Linked DNA regions of Ovis aries: region 1 is linked to region 2. A link is a contact called in public Hi-C data. All regions are on one chromosome and are shown on one strand. Each heading gives the region's core, a stretch centred on a gene start, on an enhancer-like site or on the middle of the called end of the contact. The rest is flanking DNA. Distances are from core to core; before and after follow the strand shown.

The links. A called contact is a pair of places that touch in the nucleus more often than the background predicts.
Region 1: a contact with region 2 is called in a Hi-C map of liver, with 5 times the contacts expected there. The contact joins two enhancer-like sites. A contact is called at or near these places in 13 of 16 Hi-C or Micro-C datasets (blood, hypothalamus, liver and 7 more).

Annotation. Positions count from the first base shown.
Region 1 is chr9:23,573,221-23,577,975 of ARS-UI_Ramb_v3.0, reverse strand. The region is part of intron 6 of ASAP1 (ArfGAP with SH3 domain, ankyrin repeat and PH domain 1); the gene reads right to left. Among named protein-coding and RNA genes, the nearest start is that of TRNAC-GCA, 63 kb to the right of the region's middle. Within about 2 kb of position 1,730, at least 4 of the 54 cell types and tissues checked have an H3K27ac peak or open chromatin away from gene starts, as enhancers often do. A contact at or near this core is called in liver, where this site is marked.
Region 2 is chr9:23,143,036-23,148,192 of ARS-UI_Ramb_v3.0, reverse strand. No RefSeq gene overlaps it. Among named protein-coding and RNA genes, the nearest start is that of TRNAC-ACA, 190 kb to the right of the region's middle. Within about 2 kb of position 2,517, at least 4 of the 54 cell types and tissues checked have an H3K27ac peak or open chromatin away from gene starts, as enhancers often do. A contact at or near this core is called in liver, where this site is marked.

The DNA of each region.
Region 1 (4,755 bases), core at 481-2,980, 430 kb before region 2:
TGGGACTTCCCTGGCAGTCCAATGGTTAAGACTCCGTGCTTCCAACGCAGAGGGTATGGGTTGGATCCCTGGTCAGGAACTAAGATTCCGTATGCTGTGTGGCATGGCCAAAAACAAAATAAAATAAAAATTTAAAAACATATAATTCAGAGCACCCAGAGGCTATCAATTACATTGAGGATACCCAGGCTTTCAGTGCTTTTCCACGTTTTAAAAACTTGAGAAATAATCCATTTGCTGTGAGTCTAGATGCAACCTGCACATTTCCAACTATTCTCGTTTGAAGAGGAAGAAAAGAAGGAAAATTAAAAAAATCCTTAACCCAAACCACAATGCCCTGCAGTCAGAGATTGCAAACAGGAAATGCTACGCAGCTGGAGAAACCTCTGCTTTGCTTCAGTAGTTCTGAAGCAATAACTGCCCTCTAACTGATAAAAGAGGCCTGGGCTCTTATGCAAGCTCCAGAATGTCCAGGAGGCACACTCAGTCCTGGCTGGACTGGAATCCTCCTGGGCACCTCCGACAATTTCAAAAGAGCTTCTCCATTTATTTCTATAACTGCTGCTACATCGGGGTTCTTGGCATACGGTTTAAATGGTTTGCCTCTGCCCACTGAGAATCTATTTCAATCCACCAATTACTCCTTTCCTGTCCCATTTTTGTGGTTTGGTAATTAAATGGATGCAGGGCTCTGTTGACTCCTTTGCTTCTTTGTCAGGATCACAGGATGATGGCCTGACGCTGGGTATAAGCACGTCCAGCATAGTTTAGCAAGTGATGACTTTACAGAAAAAAAGAAAAAGGCACACAAAAAGAGTGAACCCAATTCTGGCACTGTATATTTAATCAAATGAAAAATAAAGAAAACCTGCTGCTGCTGCTAAGTCACTTCAGTCGTGTCCGACTCTGTGTGACCCCATAGATGGCAGCCCACCAGGCTCCCCCGTCCCCGGGATTCTCCAGGCAAGAACACTGGAGTGGGTTGCCATTTCCTTCTCCAGTTCACGCAAGTGAAAAGTGAAAGTGAAGTCGCTCAGTGGTGTCCAGCTCTTAGCGACCCCATGGACTGCAGCCCACCATCCATGGGATTTTCCAAGCAGGAGTACTGGAGTAGGGTGCCATTGCCTTCTCTGAAAGAAAACCTAGGGACAACTGAAAACGCAAGAGCACCCAGCTCTTCTCCTTCTTCTTTTGCTTACAAGGAAGCGTTAGTTATTAATACATTAGCTGAAGGGCATCTGAAGTAGAAGGGATCGAATGGATAAAGACACGGAAGCAAAGAACAGCCAAAGTTCCGGTAACAGCAAAATAATCTGCTGTATCCGGAGCTGACTTAGATTAGGAAAGTTTTGGTTTTTTCCTTTTTTTGTCACTTCCTCTACACTTTCTTCTTTTAAAAAAGTTATTTGTTTTTAATTGGAGGATGCTTGCTTTACAATGCTGTGTTGGCTTCTGCCATACATCAACATGAATCAACCGTTAAGTATGCCTGTGTCCTTTCCGGAAGGCATCGGAAGGATGAGTTCAGAGAGACTGAACTCTGAATATTTCCAATAATTTTTAAAAACTGCTACTATCAACAAAGCAGGCTATGAACCAAACCTCCAAAAGATACTTCGAAGGAAAGCTCAGGCACTTAAAACCTCACTGCAAAGGTATTAAAAACGTCAACAAAAGAGATTATGTCCGTGGTTCTCTGGCCTCTCACCACTAGGAGGCAGCACTCCCGAGACACAGCAAACATGATGAAGGGATTCACTTCCAGGAGGACACAGTTAATCCCTTCACCTTGTGAGAGCAGTGACCTCCTAGAGGCCTTTAACTAGAAGAAAAACTCGGAAGGCACAGGAGCTGGTTTAGACAATTTATAAGAGTCAGAAGGAAGTAGGAATTGGTCTATAGGAACAATAGGGAGACTAGAGTTTGGTTTTTGGTCTGTGCATTTTTTAAATTCTGAAATTAAAGCTATACAATGAGAGCTATATTATCGAAGATTCTCTCCAAGAATAGCTGTATTATTAAAGACTTTCCCCAACTTTCTCTCCCTGACTAACATCTGTTCATTTACATTTTTGTTAACTTTATTAAATTGAAGAAAAATGATAGATTCACAAAAAGTTGCAAAAAGGCCATTTTCCTTTAAGAAAGTCCACGATGAAACAGCAGAAATGCTTGATTTTTTACTACACCCCAACATGCCATGATATATCTTTTTAATATTCTGTTTGATGAAACAGGACACATAGGATGTGAAGAACTGCCAAGGTGCACCAAAGGGCAACGGCGATCTTGAGGAATGCAGGTTTTCAAGCTGCTAGTTGAACTGGCTGGTTTTGTCAGTTTTCCAGTAGAATACCGCTTTTTTTCCCATAAAAGAGTGACCGATGAACTGTGCTATTGAAACCTGGGTATTTGGCAAACATTTTTTAAAATGAATCACTCACCACTACAAGGTAAACAGGTGGCAGCATTTGTTGCTAATGACAGAACTGGAACTTCCAGAGAAAGGTTAAAATTTTGGAAAAACTCTGCCACCATGGACTCGACAGTTCCCAGACCCTTAAAGTTACATGGTTTCAAATTCATATTGCTACTAACCTTTTTAAGGAATCATAATCTTGTTTTGCTGCTGCTGCTATGTCGCTTCAGTTGTGTCCCACTCTGTGCGACCCCAGAGACGGCAGCCCACCAGGCTCCCCCGTCCCCAGGATTCTCTAGGCAAGAACACTGGAGTGGGTTGCCATTTCCTTCTCCAATGCATGAAAGTGAAAAGTGAAAGTGAAGCCGCTCAGTCGTGTCCAACTCTTCGTGACGCCATGGACTGCAGCCTACTAGGCTCCTCCGTTCATGGGATTTTCCAGGCAAGGGCATGGGAGTGGGGTGCCATAGCCTTTGGCTTTGTTTTGCCATAGTATCAAAGAAAAATATTGGTAATTACCTGCAAAGGGTCTTAAAGTACTTTTCTCTGTAATTTTGTCTACTTCAACTAAAAAACATATCACAACAAAAGGAATTAATACATTAAAAAAAATGCCTCAGTTTTAAATTCTAAGATAGTAAACAGGGATAGGAATATTCCACATAAACACAAACTCTTGGGTGGCCTCAATCATTTTTAACATTAGGATCCTAATACCCAAAAGTTTTAGAACTGCTAGCTAAGAGTCTCCCAATATAATATATATATAACCCACTAATGAGGGAAGGCCTTCCCTGGTGGCTCAGATGATAAAGAATCGCCTGCAGTGCAGGAGACCTGGGTTCCATCCCTGGGTTGAGAAGATCCCCTGGAGAAGGGAAAGGCTACCCACTCCAGTATTTTTGCCTGGAGAATCCCACGGACAGAGGAGCCTGGTGGGCTACTGTCCATGAGGTCGCAAAGAGTTGGACATGACTGAGCGAGTAAGCACAAGCGCAGTGAGGGAAACCAGAGGGAGAAACTAGGGAAGAAAGCATCGACACTTCGCAAGCTGCAGAGAAACAGGAGCAGGATGGCAGCTGGCACAGGGCCCTGCCATGGCATCCGACGGGCCGTTGGCATCCCGTCTACTGTGCTCCTGCTTAGTCAGTCGCATTCTACTCTCTGCGACCCCACAGGCTGCAGCCCGCCAGGCTCCTCTGTCGGAGGGATTCTCCAGGCAAGAATACTAGAGTGGGTAGCCATTTCCTTCTCCAGGGGGTCTTCCCAGCCCGGGAACAGAACCTGGGTCTCCTGCATTGCAGGCAGATTCTTTACCAACTGAGCTACAAGGGAAGCTCAAGTGAGAGGATGTAAACAACAATAATAAAAGCTTGTATGTGTTAAGTGAATTCCATCTGTCAGGTATTGTGCTTGGTAATTTGCCTCCAGGATCTCAATGAAGTCTCATTACTATCAAGAAACAATTAGATACCATCATCTCTTTTTACAGATAAGGAAACTAGCATTAGACAAAAGTTAAATGATTTGCCTTAGGCTAGAAAGCTGGGCTCTGGAACTCCAGGTCTGATTGTGACCAAAACCTGTGTTCTTCCCATTGCTTAACATGCACAGCCTCTCCCATCCTATAATCAAAGGTAACAGATCTTTTTATAAAAACCCTTTTCAAGAATTCCTTGGCGGTTGAGGGATTGGGACTTGGTGCTTTTACTGCTGTTTGATCTCTGGTTGGCAAACTTGAGATCCTGAAAGCTATGTGGTGCAGCAAAACGCAAAACAAACAAACAAAACAAGCTCTTACGTGGAGGGCAAGAGCTGCAAGAAAAGCAAGTTACTTAAACCTGGCTTGGGGCGTGATCAGTATGAGGTCACAGGACCATCAGCTGCAACTGCCATCTACTCTGCAGTCCTCAGACTTCAGTTAGCTAATAAAAGCCAGCCTCAGCTCATGTGATGCTGACAGCAACGTCTGTGCAGCTCCTGAGATCTTCACAATAACATTTCACTTGATCACCCTACCTTCCACAATCGCCGCAAGTATGGAGAGACAAAAATTTAAATGGTGACTCAGAGAGTCACCAGCCCTTAGTGAGCTCATGTTTTTCAGAACCAATCCTACACAGAAAACTCCCAAACACAATATGCTTGTCATACAGACTGCTTAAAAGTCATTAGCACAACTAACGGAAGTTCTATCTAGATCTAGTGTTTGTTAAAGGCAGAATGCTAGACCTGACCCTAAAACCTACCCCTTTTCCCCCCATAAAAATAACTGTTTAAATATAAATTATGGAAATATCCATTAAAAGCAATCTCTTAATTAGAAAATAACATTT
Region 2 (5,157 bases), core at 1,268-3,767:
TGGAATTTCCCAAGCAAGAATACTGAGTGGGTTGCCATTTCTTCCTCCAGGGGATCTCCAGGAATCAAACTCGAGTGTCCTGTGTCTCCCACGTTGGCAGGCAGATCTTTACCACTGAGCCATCAGGGAAGCCCACAGCGGAAGGGTAGTGGTCAGAAGCGGCCAAGAGGAGAGGCACAGAAAAGCCCCAGGCGTGACATTCACTGTCCTCTGCCTGCGGACTCCTGGGAGCAGCGCTGACCTTCCCAGTTATGATGTGGCAACATTCGCAGAGTATTCTGAACCAGAGGAGCCCCCCTGAGCCTTGTTCCCAGAGTTCTTATTGGGGTCAAGTGGCCCACAGTGACCTTGGTCACCTACACATGCTTGACAGCCATGTGGCTGACCTCAGTCTCCTTCCTGAGATCAAGTTGGCACCCCATGACCCAAGGACCCCCATCCCAAATTACAGCATCCGCACAGACTAGCAGGCAAGGGCCAAGGCCCCCAGGTAAATAAAGACTTTCAGGTGGGACGTTCCAAGGGCTCAGAGGTGACCCCCCAGGAGCTGGGGCAGGTGATAAACCTTTCTCTGGGCAAGGAGGTCCTTCGCTGTACAAGCTCTAGCTTTATCCCGGTCAAGTTCACAACGTTCATTCACTCATGTGGCCCAGTTTGGGCGAGTCTCTGCTCTTAACAGTCGGGTTTGTCTTCTCCCTTCCTCTGCCTTCTCCTTCCTCTTCCAGGGCTAGAAAACAGAGTCACTCAGGCATCTGCTCTCTTTTGCATTCTACTGGCTTCCTGTAGATCCTTGCATCTGCACCTTTTTTTTCCATCCTCATTGTCAAGGTCACTGTGGGCCCCTTGAGGCAGGACAAACACCCCCTAACTGGCCTCTCCAACTCTCTCCCCCGCCCCGCCCCCGGCAGTCCACCCTCTGGAGTGTTTAGAGGGACCTCTCTAGATATCACCAGTAGAGGCTTATCCTTCGCTTGAAAGCCTTAGGTGATTTCTACCACCCACAGTGTTCAAGCTGTCCTGGCAAACGCAGCGCTACTTGCTTTTCTGGACCCTTGCCCTATCACGTTCTCACCTGTCTTCTGAATAGGATGTTGCTATTCACACCCCTTTCCATCTGGATTATTTTCCTGCCTCTCTCACGCCTCTCCAAGTCCCCCTCCCTCTGCCTCACCGCCCTCCACTCATCAGGCGAGGCCAACCTCCCTGGGCTCAATTAACAAGTCACCTCCCAGGAGAAGCCTTCCTGGTCCTCCCTGGATGCTTCCTCAGTGCTGTAGACAATCCTGCTCTTCTTTTTACCTTGTCCCATGTTTCCAGCCCTTTGCCTGGTGCATAGGAGATGCTCAGGAAATATTTGTTGGCTTAATTCGCAGAGAACAAATAATACAATTTGCAGCATATCTGACTCCATATACTAAAGAGGTCTTCTGAGGCTGGATTTTATTACAGGTTGATTTCCAAACATAATGGGATTAGACTTACTTAAAATTAAAAAAAAAATTTTAACTTTATTTTTAATTTTTTTTGGCCACAACATGCAGCACATGGGATTTTAGTTCCCTGACCAATGATCAAGCCTGTGCCCTTTGCATTAGAAGAGTCTTAACCAGAATCTTTACCAGTGAACTGCCAGGGAAGTCCTCCCCCATTTTTTAAAAAAATTGAAATATAGTTGAATTGGGCTTCCCTGGTGGCTCAGCAGTAAAGAATCTGCCTGTAATCCAGGAGACACAGGGGGCACAGGCTTGATCCCTAGATTGGGAAGATTCCCTGGAGAAGGCAATGGCAATCCACTCCAGTATTCTTGCCTGGAAAATTCCATGGATAGAGGAGCCTGGCGGGCTACAGTCCATGGGGTCATAAAGGAGTTGGACACAACTGAGTCAGCATGTACACATACGTATATACACACACACACATTCAGTTTTATATGTATACACACAATAATAAATACTTACATACACATTTTTCCATGTTCTTTTCCATTATGGTTTATCACAGGATATTAAATACATTTCCCTGTGCTGTGCAGTAGGATCTTCTTGTTTACCCATTCTATGTAGACCAGTTGGCATCTGCTAATCCTAAGGGCCCAGTCCAACCCTCACCTCCCTGCCTTCCCACTGGCTGCCACCGGTCCATTCTCTCCCTCTAATGGGCTTAGACTTCTGATTCTCATTTTTTCCTTGTTATTGGCCACAGTTTTCATGTCAGATCTTTCATTTTCATGTTTGTATCCCCTCCAGTTTCTTCCTTATTCCTACCATGGCTTCTTGTTATCTGCAGAAATCTTTTCTTCCCTCCTCGAGAGCTCTGCTCTGGAACTAGTAAGTGACTCAATGACTTTATCAGGTAAAGCTTGGCTGTAAAGCAAATCAAGTACTCCTGGCAGGCTCTGCTTTATGAGAGAATATTTACTATGATTGAGCCCTGGAAGCTGGTTATCAGGTACTGGCTGTGTTTTAAATATTGCGTTGTTTTCTCACTGTTGTTTCAGCTGCCGGAAGGAAGCACCAACAGTCTCCAATACTGCCACCCTGTGGCGAAGTGGGATAACAAGCAGGTTTAGGGAAAGTGCTGGTTTGTATCAACCCACGTTTCCCCCTGTTGTGGACTGAAAGGCCGTATGAGGACACAGTGAAGCGGTGGTTGCCTGCAAACCAGGGAGAGAGCTCTCACCGTAAACGGACCATGGCCACATCCTGATCCTGGTCTTACCAACAAAGCTGTGAGAAATGCATTTCTGTTGTTTAAACCATTCAGTCTGTGATATTTTAAGGCAGCCAAGGAACACTAAAACAGCGGTCTATTCCGATCCTGGCTTATCCTGTGAGTCACAAATATTCAGTGGGTTTAAATCATCTTTATTTATTACTGAACTTAATAGCAAATTTATTGAAAAGTTAATGATATTTAACTCTACTCAAGACCCTGTAATGATCTTTTGGGAATAGAATCTAAAAAAGAGTGCGTGTATGTATATGTACAATTGATTCACTTTGCTGTATAGCAGAAACTAACACACCATTGTAAATCAACTATACTCCAATAAAATGAATTGAAAAGTAAACGATATTTAATGTAATTTAAATTTTAAAGTCACAAGCGTCTGCTGGGAGTAGGCATCTTTTTAAAGAAAGTATTCATTTATTTGGCTGCACTGGGTCTTTGTTGCGGCTTGCAAACTCTCAGTTGCAGCATCTGGGTTCTACTTCCCTGACCAGGGATTGGACCTGGGCCCCCTGCATTGGGAGAGTGGCGTTTTAGCCACTGGGCCACCAGGGAATTCCCAGGAGTAGATGTTTTATGGAAACCAGAAAAGTGAAGTTGCTCAGTCATGTCCAACTCTTTGTGACCCCATGGACTGTATCAAACCAGGTTCCTCCATCCATGGGATTTTCCAGGCAAGAATACTGCAGTGGGTTACCATTCCCTTTTCCAGGAGATCTTCCCAACCCAGGGATTAAACCAGGGTTTCCTGCATTGCAGGCAGATGCTTCACCATCTGAGCCACCAGGGAAGTCCATGGAAACTGGATAAGGGGTTAAATATGAGTCACGTGAGTTGATACAGGGATGGCAAATGCAGATACAGACACTGACTAGAGGGGCTCAAGGGAGAAAGCTAGGAAAGGTAGAGAAATAACAAAGAGGGCTCTGGGCTTCCAAAGACCTTAAAGAAGGGGTTTGAATCCATTTTACATAAATCTCTGAGCACTCAACTATTATCTGGGTTACTAATAACATCTTAAGTTATAGGTCCCCTCCAAGTTACAGACTGGATAGACCTGCTCTAAAAATTTCAGTCATGATTCTTGTGTTCAGGTGAGGAAAAGCATGGAGCCTCTTCCAGAATGTTGTATATATGTGGCTTTTTCCTTTCTAGGCATGATGTAATTTATATAGTACTTTAGAAAAAAAATAATGTATTTTATTACTGTTAGCAAGTGGAACAATAAAAATTACTAAGAACTAAGATAAAGGGGTGGGTGGTGGCTTCCCAGGTGGCGCTTGGTGGTAAAAAACCACCTGCCAATGCAGGAGATGCAAGGGACTTGAGCTTGATCCCTGGGTAGGGAAGATGCCCTGGAGAAGGAAGTGGCAACCCATTCCAGTATTCTTGCCTAGGAAATCCCACGGACAGGGGAGCCTGGTGGTCTACAGTTCATGGGGTTGCAAAGAGTCAGACGTGACTGAGCAACTGAGCTGAAGACAAAGGTAGTCCTAGCAATGGCACCCCACTCCAGTACTCTTGCCTGGAAAATCCCATGGACAGAGGAGGCTGGTGGGCTGCAGTCCATGGGGTTGCTAAGAGTCGGACACGACTGAGTGACTTCACTTTTACTTTTCACTTTCATGCATTGGAGAAGGAACTGGCAACCCACTCCAGTGTTCTTGCCTGGAGAATCCCAGGGATGGGGGAGCCTGGTGGGCTGCCGTCTCTGTGGTCTCAGAGTCGGACATGACTGAGGCGACTTAGCAGCAGCAGCTTGAGCCTAAGCATTGTCCACTGGGGGGAATTCTGACATGTTTGGGCAGATCAGGCTGACAGAAGTGGGAAGAGGGAGTATTGCCTGAGGAGCTTCTTGGAGGATACACTTATTCTAATGGAAGCAGATATAGAATTAAGGAGGAAGAAGACTTAACTGTTTGCAAATTAAAACTTTAGCTGATTACTAAGCTTATGTGTGCAGCCAATTTGCTTTGAATCATGTGATGTTGAAAAAACATCATATAAGGAAATAACAAAGTCTCACCTTACGTGTGGTTTGCCAGATATTTCTCTGCACAAGGTAGTGTTAAGCTCCCTGGCCTCCTTTTCACTGGGTGAAACGATGGGGTTAGAGCCCCATGTGAGCTGTGAGGACAAGCGGATGCTAGCGCTCAGGGCTGAAGCATAAAATTGCAAGTTTGAGACCCTTCTAAGCTCTTTTTCTCTTTGCAGTGACTTTCAGAGTTCCAGATTGTGGCTGTCCCATAAGTCTGGGTTCCTGAAGCAGTTGGTGGAGGAAGTGGCAACCCACTCCAGTATCCCTGCCTGGAAAATCCCATGGACAGAGGAGCCTGGAGGGTTGTCCATGGGGGTTGCAAAAGAGTTGGACAAGACCTAGTGGCTGAGCACACACTGAAGCAGTACGACGAACATAGACCCACCAAC